4 separate regions of the Danio rerio genome follow, and regions 1, 2 and 4 are each linked to region 3. The links are chromatin contacts, called in public HiCAR-type and HiChIP or PLAC-seq maps. All regions are on one chromosome and are shown on one strand. The core of a region is the stretch at or near the end of the contact, and the rest is flanking DNA. Distances in the headings are between cores, read along the strand shown. Region 1 has its middle 80 kb from the start of ier5l. Region 2 has its middle 60 kb from the start of ier5l. Region 3 has its middle 35 kb from the start of ntmt1. Region 4 holds the start of ier5l (immediate early response 5-like).

Region 1 (3,026 bases), core at 28-2,527, 170 kb before region 3:
AAACCATGATTTTTCCTTCACCAAACTGATTTCTGTGAGAATTTTGGCTCCATGCGGGTTCCAGTATGTCTTCTGTAGTATTTGAGATGATTGGGATGCAGTTCAACAGAAAAATCCACCTTCTACATGACTTTTGTAGGTAGTGTAGCTCATGAATAATAAGACAACTTTAACATGGTGTTTCTGATACCATCATTGTGCCACTTGTTTGTAAGATTAAATAGTGCTACAAATGGAAGAAGCCCTGTTGAGCTTCTCCGTAGTGTACTTCCTCTGACCTCTGTGGCTGTGCTCTTGGGGTTAGCACAACCCCATCTGCATGATGCATGTTTGTCCTTGTGCTCTGGACCCTTCCACTGTCTGGGACAGATAGCTTTAGGTAAAGAAACCCTGTGCTAATTTGGACTGGGAATGTATTACAAAATACATTACTGTTTCCTCGCCATCTCTCAAAGTTCTAATGAACATTTGAGTCTCATATTTAATAAGCGTGAATCCTATCGGATACAGCTACGGAACTACATCCCAATGTATGAATGTGTTTGGAAATGGGGAGAGGAAACAGGAGACCACAGCTGAAGGAGCTCTAGTTTCAAATCCTGTGGCAGGAAACTCTGCCGGAGACTCACCCCTCCCTCTCACCCTGTGCGTGTGTGTGTGTGTGTGTGTGTGTGTGTGTGTATTTTTGAGTGTAAAAAAGTATGAAGCATCCTGTTTCCCTTTTCTATTGACAATTTTGTTAATGTTTCGATTTTATAATGGATTGCGTATAAAAATATGATGATGAAATTGAATATTTGCTCTTGTGTGTGTTGTTGAGTATATGGTCACGTTTCTGTATTTTCCGTTTATAAACTTCCTCGTTCTTGTGTCCCTAACTATTGCTGCAACTCTATTTTTACAGTGTTTACATAGTTAGTCACTCCTTGTTTGCGTCAGTCTTCCTCAACGCTCGGCCCAGTTTAGTGCTTGAAACTCACACACACGTTAACAGATGCACGACACACACAAGCTCTGAAACGCGAAGTAGATCACTTAAAACCAAGCTTCATCCTCATCCTGTTTTGTCTACACTCTGTCTTGTTCAGACAGGAGAAACCTCAGTGTCGCCTTATCTGTTCTGGATTTCACATATGCACATAAAAAGTGTGTACAACCATGCTCAGCTACACAAATGCTCACACGTGCGCACACGCTCACGGCCTCTGAGGTTAGGCTGGAATGTGTGTGATGTGTGATTGTGGAGGTTGGAGGTGGTGGAGCAAGTTCAGCTTGACAGAGCGGAGCAGGGCCTCTCTCATTACAATCTAAACCAGCTCCCACTGCATTTTTTGGTCCCTCTCTCTCCCTTGCAGTCCTTCTCTGCTCATACTGCCTGCAGTTCTCTTTTGCCTGCTATTTCTAACCCTATTTTTTTAGACTTCTTAGGTTCTCTCTCTCTCCTATCCACCCTCCCTTGGTATATCTCTCCCAGCTCTATTTAAATATCGCTTGCTCTCCTTCGCTTGCTCTCCTTCTCTCTCTCTCTCTCTCCATCTCTCCCCTTCTGCCACTTTTCTCACTCTATCTCTGTTGCTCCCACATTCTCTCTCTCTTGCTCCTCATGGGCTGCAGAGTGCATTGCAGCGACAGCTGCTGTTATAGCCATCAACTGCAGCCTCCACAGCAACCGTTACTGTGGAGGAGAGAACACGGCAATGGCACTTTATTCTGCAGACCCTACTTTTACATGGTTCAAGACAATTACAAAGTGATTATGCTTGCTCTCTCTATTGTGCAGAAAGTTTCCCAAAACTGTACTTCTAGAAAAAGGGGGAAACGTAGCACCTTTAGGGGAACAAAACCTTAAAGGGATGACCCTGCATGTTGTCGTATCTACCCCTCAAAGGTTGAGTGTTAAAGTAAGAGATGACTCTGACGATTTCTCTCAGGTGACCTTTTAGAGGTTGATCATCTGCCTCCATTTTTTTTAAACGCAATACCCAAGTGTCAAAATCCAGACGAAATTTAGATGGGTTCCAAAATATAGCTGAAAATATCTGTCACTTCCTGGAATTTTTTTTTCACTTTTGATGGGACATTCTCCTCCAAAATAGTTCTGTCAAAATTTACTCATCCTTGTGTCATATTTTTTTTCTACTTCAGATCAAATTAGGATACAGTAGTTTAAAGAAAGCTGAGAGGTTTCTATCTTTCAGTAAAAACACAATCTAAACTTTATAGTCTTGTAAAAGAGATATGATCACTTTATCTAATTACAGATTTAATTAATACCTTTATTCACAAATAAATCACACAAAGAACACATAAGCCTCAACATACATGCAAAATTCACAAGAACCAATGAGGTTTGTTTTTGCAAACAGAATTTTGAAATTAATAGATAAAGTTAAAATTATATTTAATCCATATAAAATATAACATGTAAAAACTTTTCAACTATGGCTGTGCGGTTAATTTAATTGAAATCACATGAACGACTGAGCAAAGCATGGTGTTATTTGTAGTAAATATCCTCCGAAGGCCAGAGGGTGCTCTAGCGGAAACCCTTGAACTTGTCCAAATACACACAAAGAAACCCAGGAAATCCCCTAGGGAGAATAGTGGTTGCTGAATAAACAGAAGATTTAACGGCTTTCATTGATTAAGCATGACTAATAAACACATGGCTATGGAATCATCTCGCAGAAGGATTTATTTTAAACACTAAACAGTTTTTTAGGTGATTTTGCTGTAAAAATGTTATTGTATGATGTAATTTCACATGCAGCTTTTACTACAGCCATAGTTCATTCAAAAAAATGAAGCAAACAGCTGTCATTATTGCAGAACGATTATTTCAATGTCATTATCGACTGATCAAACCAAATTTGAATTTAAACCACCCAGCCCTATGTTAAACAAATAAAAGTGATCATATCTCTTCACAAGACTTTGATTAAATTCAATTAAAAAAAAATATTTTATGATAATTTGTTTTTCAAAGATATACATAAATCTTACTGCTTTGGAACAACATTAGAGTA
Region 2 (2,793 bases), core at 278-2,777, 190 kb before region 3:
CCCAGCACGTTCACAAGCAGAGGAGTTCTCGAGACCTACCTGAGCTCAAACTCTTCTCTCGCTCTTCAAACGGTAGGGAGACCCGGCCAAACTCTCCTTTCACTCTTTAAACAGGAGGGAGACCCGGGCTTATCATGATATCCTATGACAGCATGCCAAATGTGCTTTATTATCAATAATCAGCAAAGTGTGAACACTTGAAATCAGGGTGTTCGCGGGGGCTTAAAAAGTAATAAAAGTTTTTAAAAAGAAATTAATCAATTATGTGTAAATCAAGGCCCTTAAAAGGTATTAAAAGTCTTTATTGCGTTTTTACGAGGTCTTAAATTTTGTTCAAGCATTGTCCAAAGTGTTTGACTCCAAAAAAGCATAAATATATTTATTTTCCTCTTAATGTTAACAGCGTGCTTGATCCATGCGATTGGTTTGGGTTGGGGCGCGTCCAGCAAGGCTCCTCCGTCCGGGTGATGTCACGTAATTTGCGACAAATGATTTAAGGTTCTTCACATGTAGCAAAACCAGAGCGAAACAGACGGTAAATTGGGAAAATGTAAGTTTGCATACTCCTGGTTGGAGAACGATGAGCGGCTGAAGCCTGTCGCGGAAAGCAACCGCGTAATTTATTTTTTCAAGCTTTGTTTTTTTCCGAGCTTATCAGAGATCTATTGCATGGTTGTGCTCAATTGATTAATTTAAAAACTACTGTTTGATAACAATTGTTTATTAAGTTAAAAGGTTAGACACTGATTAGAACCTAAAGTGCTAATGAGGTCTTAAAATATTCTAAGATGGTCTTTAAAAAGTCTGAAAAATGTATTGAAATTACCTTTAGGATTTCTGCGTATACCCTGTAAATAGACCCTCTGCTTTTTTCAAAGCACTCCAAAACTATTAACAATTATATAGTTGACCTATAGAAGAGCATGTTTATTAAAAGGCATTTTATTTTTTGTTTTTATAAATAAATATGTATTTATACGTTATCTATAATCAACTTTAATCCACACCTTTTTGAAAACAAGACCTCTTTAAGATTTTTTTGTCATGTGCACACACGCACACGTCTAGCCTCCCTTTTTATGCGACCCAGTTTCTAGAGCCCAGTAGCATTGCATGCTTCACCTCACTGGTTCCCAGTTTCACAGCTATGTCACAATTTCTCATCTCAAGGCTGTAGAAGTGGACAGGTTATGGGACCTGAGAGAGAAGTAGAGGAAAAAAGGAGGAATAAAAGTGTCAAGGCATACCATGAGGGAAGGTGAAGTAGAGGGAAAGACAGAAGATAGTAGCGTGTGTGTTTGCCTGTGTGTGTGTGTGTGTGTGAGAGACGAAGTGGAAGAATTGAAGAGGAGGGCATAACGGATGACAAACAAATCTAGACATGTTTCCCCCTCCCCTCACGGTCCAGCACAGACAGACTGATTTGCATAAAGGGCCGCAGGGCTTTTGACTGACAGGGCTCCAGACGGCACTGTGCTGCTTCTTCCACTTTAAGTGGGTTGGTGCGGGGCACCGGGGGGAGGAGTCATCCTGGACACAAGCCCTCCCCCTCTCCAACCCCTGCTCTCTAATTGAGATATATACTAACTCCGTCCTATATGGCGCGCTGGAGAGGTGAAAAAGACAGAGAGAGGAAGAAAAAGAGAGTTGGGTTGGGGTGGGGGGGGTGGTAAGAGAGAAACACTCACAAGGAAGTGATTTGTGGTCGTGATGACACCTTGTGTGTCGCTGCTGCCTGTACATTGCTGCGGCACTGAAAATCCTCCACAGCAGTGCTGCATGGTTGTGTTGACATAAGATGAAAGAGGAATATCTGCTTAATTTACACAGATGGAGTAGCTTTAAGTGGAATTGATAAGTTATTTTGATATATTAGTACTTATACTGAGAGTCATATCAATTTAGGATAGTTTTCTCTTAATTTTGCTGCAAGGTGTTTGAAATTATGGAAGATATTTATGTAATATACATATGTGTTGTGTCCCATTGCTTCACAATTTCTGAGATTACAGGCCAGTAAAAAGTGTTTTGGTAAAGTAAAAGTTAAATTCACTAAAAGAAAAAGGACATTAAGAATTTTTTTTTTTTCTGTAAAACATTTTTACTTAATACTACTTTAAGACAGTAGATAATCTAATGGGATCTCACTTTGTATGGACCAATGTCTTGTGCTGAATATGTTGTTTCTCTCAGTGTTAAGCTGAACTAAATCCTCAGAATATAGTTGCATGTGACAAATGAGTTTGTTAATGAACACTTTATCTACTGATTTTAGGGATGTCACACTTGTATTTATACAATGGACACTTTTCACATTTTCATTTTTCACAGATACTACTATATATAGCCTGAAATTATTCATACCCCTAGGAAATTCTGATTTAAAGTTTTTTTTTTAACTTTAATTCAACCGGCAAGATTTTTTTTTGAACGGAAATGACACAAGCTTTCCCAAAAGATAATAAGACAATGTACAAAAGTCTGTGTCACGGTGGCGCAGTAAGTAGCACTTGTCTGTAGTGTATGTGTGTGAATGAGAGTGGATGGATGTTTTCCAGTGATGGGTTGCGGCTACGTAAAACATATGCTGGATAAGTTGATGGTTCATTTCGCTGTGGCTACCCCTGAAAAATAAAGGGACTAAGCCGAAAAGAAATTGAATGAATGAATGTACAAGAGGCATCATTGTGGAAAAAACATATTTTAGCTCCTATTTTACCCCTATTTCCAGATTTAAGATAAGTCTTTTGTGTCTCCAAAACGTGTCTGTAAAGTTTCAGCTCAAAACACTCA
Region 3 (2,912 bases), core at 392-2,891:
TTTTTCCCACATATTATTTTGGGTGTACTAATTTTTGAACTGTGATTTAAATTTTTTTTGTTAGATCCAATTTTGTCTTTGGTACCGACTAATCTAATCTATATACACAAAAATATTATTATAAAGCATCCTGTAGAAAGTAATAATTTTAAAGAAAATATTATTATATGCTGAGCAGTGTTTATAGCCTGATATTACAATTTTACTTTTGTCATGAAAACAGATCATTGTTAATCATGTTTTAAGGGAGTAAAGTTTACAACCAAATGTTTAAGTTGTACTAGCAAGCTTAGTAAACTTATGTAAACATAGATTGGATCGGTTAAATATACAATAGGCTAACATTATTTTTGTTGTCTAACAAACTAAACTACATTTTGTACAGATTTTATATTGTTTAAATATTTAAGTATTATTCCCCTAAATATATATATAGAAGAATATATAGAAGGTCGCTGGTTCGAGCCTCGGCTGGGTCAGTTGGCATTTCTGTGTGGAGTTTGAATGTTCTCCCCGTATTGGCGTGGGTTTCCTCCAGGTGCTCCGGTTTCCCCTACAAATCCAAAGACATGTGGTACAGATGAATTGGGTATGCTAAAATTATCTGTTTATGAGTGTGAATGAGAGTGTATGGATGTTTCCCAGTGATGGGTTGCGGCTGTGTAAAACATATGCTGGATAAGTTGGCGGATCATTCCTCTGTGTCCACCCCAGAAAAATAAAGGGACTAAGTCGAAAAGAAAATGAATGAATATAGAGAAATCATAAAATGTTTCAAGCTAAAAGATATGCAGATGGAGTTAAACTGATCATAAATGAATACATTTAATAGAAGTGAATGCCACATTGTGGTTTATACTTTGGTTCATTTTGAGATATTATGCCTCTGAACATCTGGTTCCTCTGAGCCCTAGGCCCTTTAAGGCCCCTGCATTTTAAATTTTTCCAGGCTAAAAAGGTACCTTTTTTAGTCTTCAGAATTGTCCTTCCTTTGTGGTAACATTTTTGTGGAACAGTCCATATAAACAAAGAATACTTATACAAACAGTCAATCACAGTTATCTGTTATAAGGTGACTGGACATTAGGTGCAAAAATGTTTTCATACTTGAAAAAAAAGCTAAAAATTATAGTAATGAAAGACCAACCAGAAGTTTGTGACTTATACTAAAGTATGGGAGCAATTCCAACGTCATGGATGTGACATTTATTATAAAAACTCAAAACATAAATTCACAAAGAAAGCATATATTAACATTATATTGAAACATTAAAACATATTTTGTAAAACAACTGATCAGAAAGTTAAGGGATCATTAAAATATCACTCTGTAAACATTTTTATATTTTAAATAGGAAAAAAATAATCATGGGTTATTGATGTGACCAAAAAGTGTGAGTTTACAGTATACACAACATACCTTTTCAACTTGGCTGTAAAATAAGAATTTTATATCAGTAGTAAGAAATTTTGGATTAAATTTCCGGCAGTGAGTGCACAACACATGTGAACACACACACACGCATGCACGCACGCACACACACATAGATACACACACACACACACACACACACACACTCACATGCCTGCTTTGCCACACCCTTCAGAGACATTCAGCCTATTTAGCACAACACACACCCAACACAGAAGGTGATACTGCTTCCTAGGCTGGTGTAGCCTACTTAACATACAACAAGCAGGTTGTAAAGATTGCCCCTTACTACTTTTTGTGAAAGGCAGACTCAATCTTATGTAACATCCCACGTCAGTCTCTTCCTGGTAAACAAGAGCGGTGCTGCTCTGGAGCTGAAGAGGTTTTAGAGCACACATTAAAGCTAACTCTGTCAGAGACAGTTTTGCCTAGAGTACACAACCATCCAGCTCTTCTTTATGCCTCTACGTTTCGCCAAAGCACCCCAACAACATAAAGTCTGGTAGAATAACTTCATTTGAGCTTCTAAAAGTTGTGTTCATAAGGGTTGGCTGTTTAACTTGGAGAACAAACACACAAAACCCAGGCTTGAGGTTGAGCAGCGTAGAACTGTACAGTGACATTTTTGAGGCATTACGGTTGAATGCAATTTCTTGTCATTGATCCAAGAAACTCATGGAATTTGTTACAAGAATTATAGTTGGTAAACAGGAACAACTTTAATTTTTTTTAAATTGACAAAGTGTGTTGATGAGTGCTTTGGTGCTAAAAGCATGAGTCCTGCTGTGGCAGATGAGGTTGACTCACCTCCGCTCCCTGCCCTATCTCCTCTGTGATTTCCAGTCACTGAACTCAGCCCATGTACTTTTTATGGGCCAAATAGTCCACTTCATCTCTTCCTTTGCTAGCAGCGCTGAGTACTGGGCAAGGGCTGGGTCAAAAACACTGGAAAGTGCCCTAACTAACAGTGCCACCTGATGGTGAATAGCTGCTACTACATTAATCACATTACTGTGAGTTGAAATGAGAGCACCACCACAGGTTTACAGTCACAACTGCACAACTGAGATCTCACTGGTTTTAACCTACCTTGATGTCACACCACTACTTTGCTTTGGTTTCAGATGTGATTATATTCAAGGATCTTTGGACTTAGTGAGACTTTTATCTTTGTTTGCACCTTTTGATAAAAGAAGTAAGCAACAAAATAAGATGGCCATTCAGAATATTTGTATCCTCCCTTCTTTTTTTGTGCTTTGGCTCCATTTCCTGGAAGTACTTCCTTAGTTATGACGCACTTCCTGAAGGCTTCTGTGTAATAGGGGGAAACAGTGGGTGTAGGAGAGAACTCATGGAAGGAGATGACTGCTTTCCTGATACACATTTTCAGGTTCCGTTACTATTATGTGGAAGGAGGAGAGGAGGCTAATCTCAAAACAATATGACGAAGAGAAGCTAGTGACTCTTTGATTCATAGATT
Region 4 (3,240 bases), core at 290-2,789, 250 kb before region 3:
CCTGCTCTACTGGTAAACTGGTCAGAGAATATGACACGGCTGCCCAAAGACTGAGAAATAAGCGTGCAGTGGGTAGGCTTCCCCGTTTGCAGCCCGTTATTCCCAACATTACGTGTGAGTAGTAATGCTCTTTTACAATACATCTTTGCGAAAGTTCCTGGGGAAGAGGAGAAAGAGAAAAGAAACAATCCACGAGCGAAACATTCAGAGACTTCCCATGTTTGTGGCCATATAGCTAGCAGTCTGCGTTGGGTTTAAGGCAACGAAATTCAACTTCGTTTGTTTGTAATATCGACATTTGTTTTAAAGGATACATCACAAGTGGTAGGCTACAACCACTGTCCGCCTCCCCCACTGAAACGAAACCAAAAACAAACCAAAAATAAAAACAGAAAGGCTTAAATAACTTTGCTGCAAAAATAAAAGTCAATTTGTCTTAGACTTTGTACAATTTCATAAAGTATCTGAATTCGCATTAACCACAGAGTCAAAAGGCTACAATAGCTCGCGTCCAAGCCCCTAAACTCGCCAGGGCTTGTTTGCTACAGAACTGTCCGTTTAAGGCTTGCTCCAAGTCCGCTTGTCTGCTCACCAGTCCCGAAAACCCCGAGCCGAAGATCGAGATGAGGTTGGAAATGTTCGACGTGTCTAAGGGCTCCGTGATCGCGTATGAGGAGTCCTCGAATTTCGCTCTTTTGCACGGCGTAAAATCCGGTGCCTCCTCGATCTCGGACACGTAGTAACCAAAGTCAAGCTTGCGTTTCTTGGCCGGGCTCTGTGCGCCCTGGCAGCACTGTTGGAGCGAAGCGCAGCAGTCCTGGTGCAAATACCCGTTCTCTACTGTGGTAACGACATGCGTGTCCAAGTCGAGCACTGTAGTTTTGTTGCAGTGCATGTTGTTTACCGGCGAAAAGTCACAGTTGGACACGGGGTAGGCTTCCGCGCAGCAGCTGCGGTAGAACGAGGGCTCCGGCGCCGCTTTGCACACCTCCTCGCTTTGGAGAGCCAGGGGCACCGAGCAGGCGCTGGCCGGCTGTATGTGCTGCGCCGCCGGTGAAGTCTGGTGACCGACGGCGGGCAGGAGCGCGCCGCAGAGGCTCGCTGACTCGCTCGCGCTGCCGCAGCAGTCCGCCGTCTGATCCTCACAGTCCTCCGCCAGATCCAGCGGGTTCAGCTCCTGGATCTCGTTGCAGACCGTCATCACCTCCTCGTACTGCTGCATCCTGTAGATCTCCGCGTACTTCTCGTTCATGTAGACCTGCCTGGCGTTCCTCAGCACATAGGAGACCAGCAGGTTTTTGTGCAGCTTGATTCCTCCTCTCTGCGTACGGGAGTTGTGGATTTTCCGTAAAGATATCGAAATCAGACTTTGTGCATCCACTGCACACTCCATGGTGTTGATCATGGTCGGGCTGCTGATGCTTTCCCACCTCTCCGACGAAGGAAACTAACTTTCTTTTAGTCAGAATCACGATATTTCGTTCGGGGACGAAGGCTTAAGTCAGCTCTGTGGAGAAACATTGAACGCGGTCGTTTCTGCCTCAACGTGTGAGCGTAGGCAATCATTAGCCTGCGCTTGCTGCCATAGTATATATATGGCGGAGAACTTTACGCCCACTTCGCCAGCGGCCAATCAGAGGCCCAGAATGCCGTTGAGTGACAAGCGGATTCCTCTCAGAGGTTTTGATCTTGTCCAATCACAGAGAGGCGGTTCTTCTGTGCTATTCAAATTCCAAACTGACTTTACCAAACTGGAATGTTCTCATGAGGCGCATTGTACATCGGAGTGCGCGCTCTTGTCATGTGTGCCGGAGAGACAACTTGAAGGATGTCACACAAGTTTACAAACTTACTGAAAACTACATTTAAAAACAACAAAGCACTGCATGTTTCACATGCACGGGCTGAAATAATAATAAAAAAACTTGATTAAATTATTAAAAATAATAAATTATTAGATGAGAAAAAATAACTTTTCAAGATTATACTCTAAATTATACGCGCGCATACTTGAATGCAAACCATGTAAACGAATTAGTATGTAACTTTAATTACAGGTCAGTGAAAAAAAGGAGAAAAAAACATTAAAGTGTTGAATTATTCAATCTTCGTGATAAATAATAACTATTAACGTTATTATGCGTGCATTACATATACTTTTGTCTTATTTTAAGTTTCAGTTCTATGCATTCGTATATTTCAAGCTAAAGCAATGATAAAAAGTGTTAATTATGTGAAAAATAATTTAATATAATGTAACGTAAAATAATATAATGTAAAATGATATATTATAATATATAAAAATTATAATATAATATACTGTATAATACTATAATGAAAAATAAAATATTATAATATAATTTATAATAATATAATATAATGTAAAATAATATAATGTAAAATAATATAACATAATATAATATAAAATATTATAATATAATATAATGTAAAATAATATGATATAAAATAAAATATTATAATATAATACGATGTAAAAATATATAATATATTGTAATATAATATAATATAATGTAAAATAACATAACATAACATAAAATATTATAATATAATATAGAGTAACGCAGTGCCACAGTAGGTAGTGCTGTCGCCTCACAGCAAGAAGGTCGCTGGTTCGAGCCTCGGCTATTTGAGTTGGCGTTTCTATGTGGAGTTTGCATGTTCTCCCTTCATTCGCGTGGGTTTCCTCTGGGTGCTCCGGTTTCCCCCACAGTCCAAAGACATGCGATACAGGTGAGTTGGGTAGGCTAAATTGTCCATAGTGAATAAGTGTGTGTGGATGTTTCCCAGAAATGGGTTGCGGCTGGAAGGGCATCCGCTGCGTAAAAACGTGCTGGATAAGTTAGTGGTTCATTCCACTGTGGCGACCCTGGATTATTAAAAGGACTAAGCCGAAATGAAAATGAATTAATATAATAAATATAATATAATATAATATAATATAATATAATATAATATAATATAATATAATATAATATAATATAATATAATATAATATAATAATTTTTTACAAATCAGTTATGCCATACTAGTCAGTACCATAACTTTAGATATATAAGACTTTAAGATACTAAGCACAAAATTAACACAACACCTTCAGCATTGTTTTATTGTTCAGATATTATTTAGTATCCCCGAAGTATTCATTGAGAAACACAAATAATTAAAAACAACATTAATTAATGCATTAGAAAATTCATGTAGTTCATACTTTGTACAGGA

Evidence for each region. HiCAR-type assays count read pairs that join an accessible place to other places. HiChIP or PLAC-seq counts read pairs in DNA pulled down with a chosen protein or histone mark.
Region 1: a contact with region 3 is called in a HiCAR-type map of caudal fin, with 5 times the contacts expected there. The contact joins two enhancer-like sites. A contact is called at or near these places in 3 of 18 Hi-C or Micro-C datasets (caudal fin, embryo and hematopoietic stem cells) and 1 of 4 datasets of contacts at active chromatin or transcription factors (caudal fin).
Region 2: a HiCAR-type map of caudal fin shows a contact between it and region 3, with 5 times the contacts expected there. The contact joins two enhancer-like sites. A contact is called at or near these places in 2 of 18 Hi-C or Micro-C datasets (caudal fin and embryo) and 1 of 4 datasets of contacts at active chromatin or transcription factors (caudal fin).
Region 4: an H3K4me3 HiChIP or PLAC-seq map of gastrula embryo shows a contact between it and region 3, with 10 times the contacts expected there. The contact joins the promoter of ier5l here to the enhancer-like site in region 3. A contact is called at or near these places in 7 of 18 Hi-C or Micro-C datasets (caudal fin, embryo, fibroblasts and 3 more) and 3 of 4 datasets of contacts at active chromatin or transcription factors (caudal fin, gastrula embryo and pancreas).

The regions. Positions count from the first base shown.
Region 1 is chr5:33,329,637-33,332,662 of GRCz12tu, reverse strand. No RefSeq gene overlaps it. Among named protein-coding and RNA genes, the nearest start is that of ier5l, 80 kb to the left of the region's middle. Within about 2 kb of position 1,277, at least 43 of the 62 cell types and tissues checked have an H3K27ac peak or open chromatin away from gene starts, as enhancers often do. A contact at or near this core is called in caudal fin, where this site is marked.
Region 2 is chr5:33,349,890-33,352,682 of GRCz12tu, reverse strand. No RefSeq gene overlaps it. Among named protein-coding and RNA genes, the nearest start is that of ier5l, 60 kb to the left of the region's middle. Within about 2 kb of position 1,527, at least 11 of the 62 cell types and tissues checked have an H3K27ac peak or open chromatin away from gene starts, as enhancers often do. A contact at or near this core is called in caudal fin, where this site is marked.
Region 3 is chr5:33,158,475-33,161,386 of GRCz12tu, reverse strand. It overlaps a transcript of ntmt1 not described here. Among named protein-coding and RNA genes, the nearest start is that of ntmt1, 35 kb to the right of the region's middle. Within about 2 kb of position 1,641, at least 46 of the 62 cell types and tissues checked have an H3K27ac peak or open chromatin away from gene starts, as enhancers often do. A contact at or near this core is called in caudal fin, gastrula embryo, hematopoietic stem cells and 2 more, where this site is marked.
Region 4 is chr5:33,409,910-33,413,149 of GRCz12tu, reverse strand. ier5l (immediate early response 5-like) reads right to left here and starts at 1,539. Exons shown (of 1, transcript NM_199754.1): 1 at 1-1,539. The coding sequence starts at 1,405. The coding sequence ends at 488.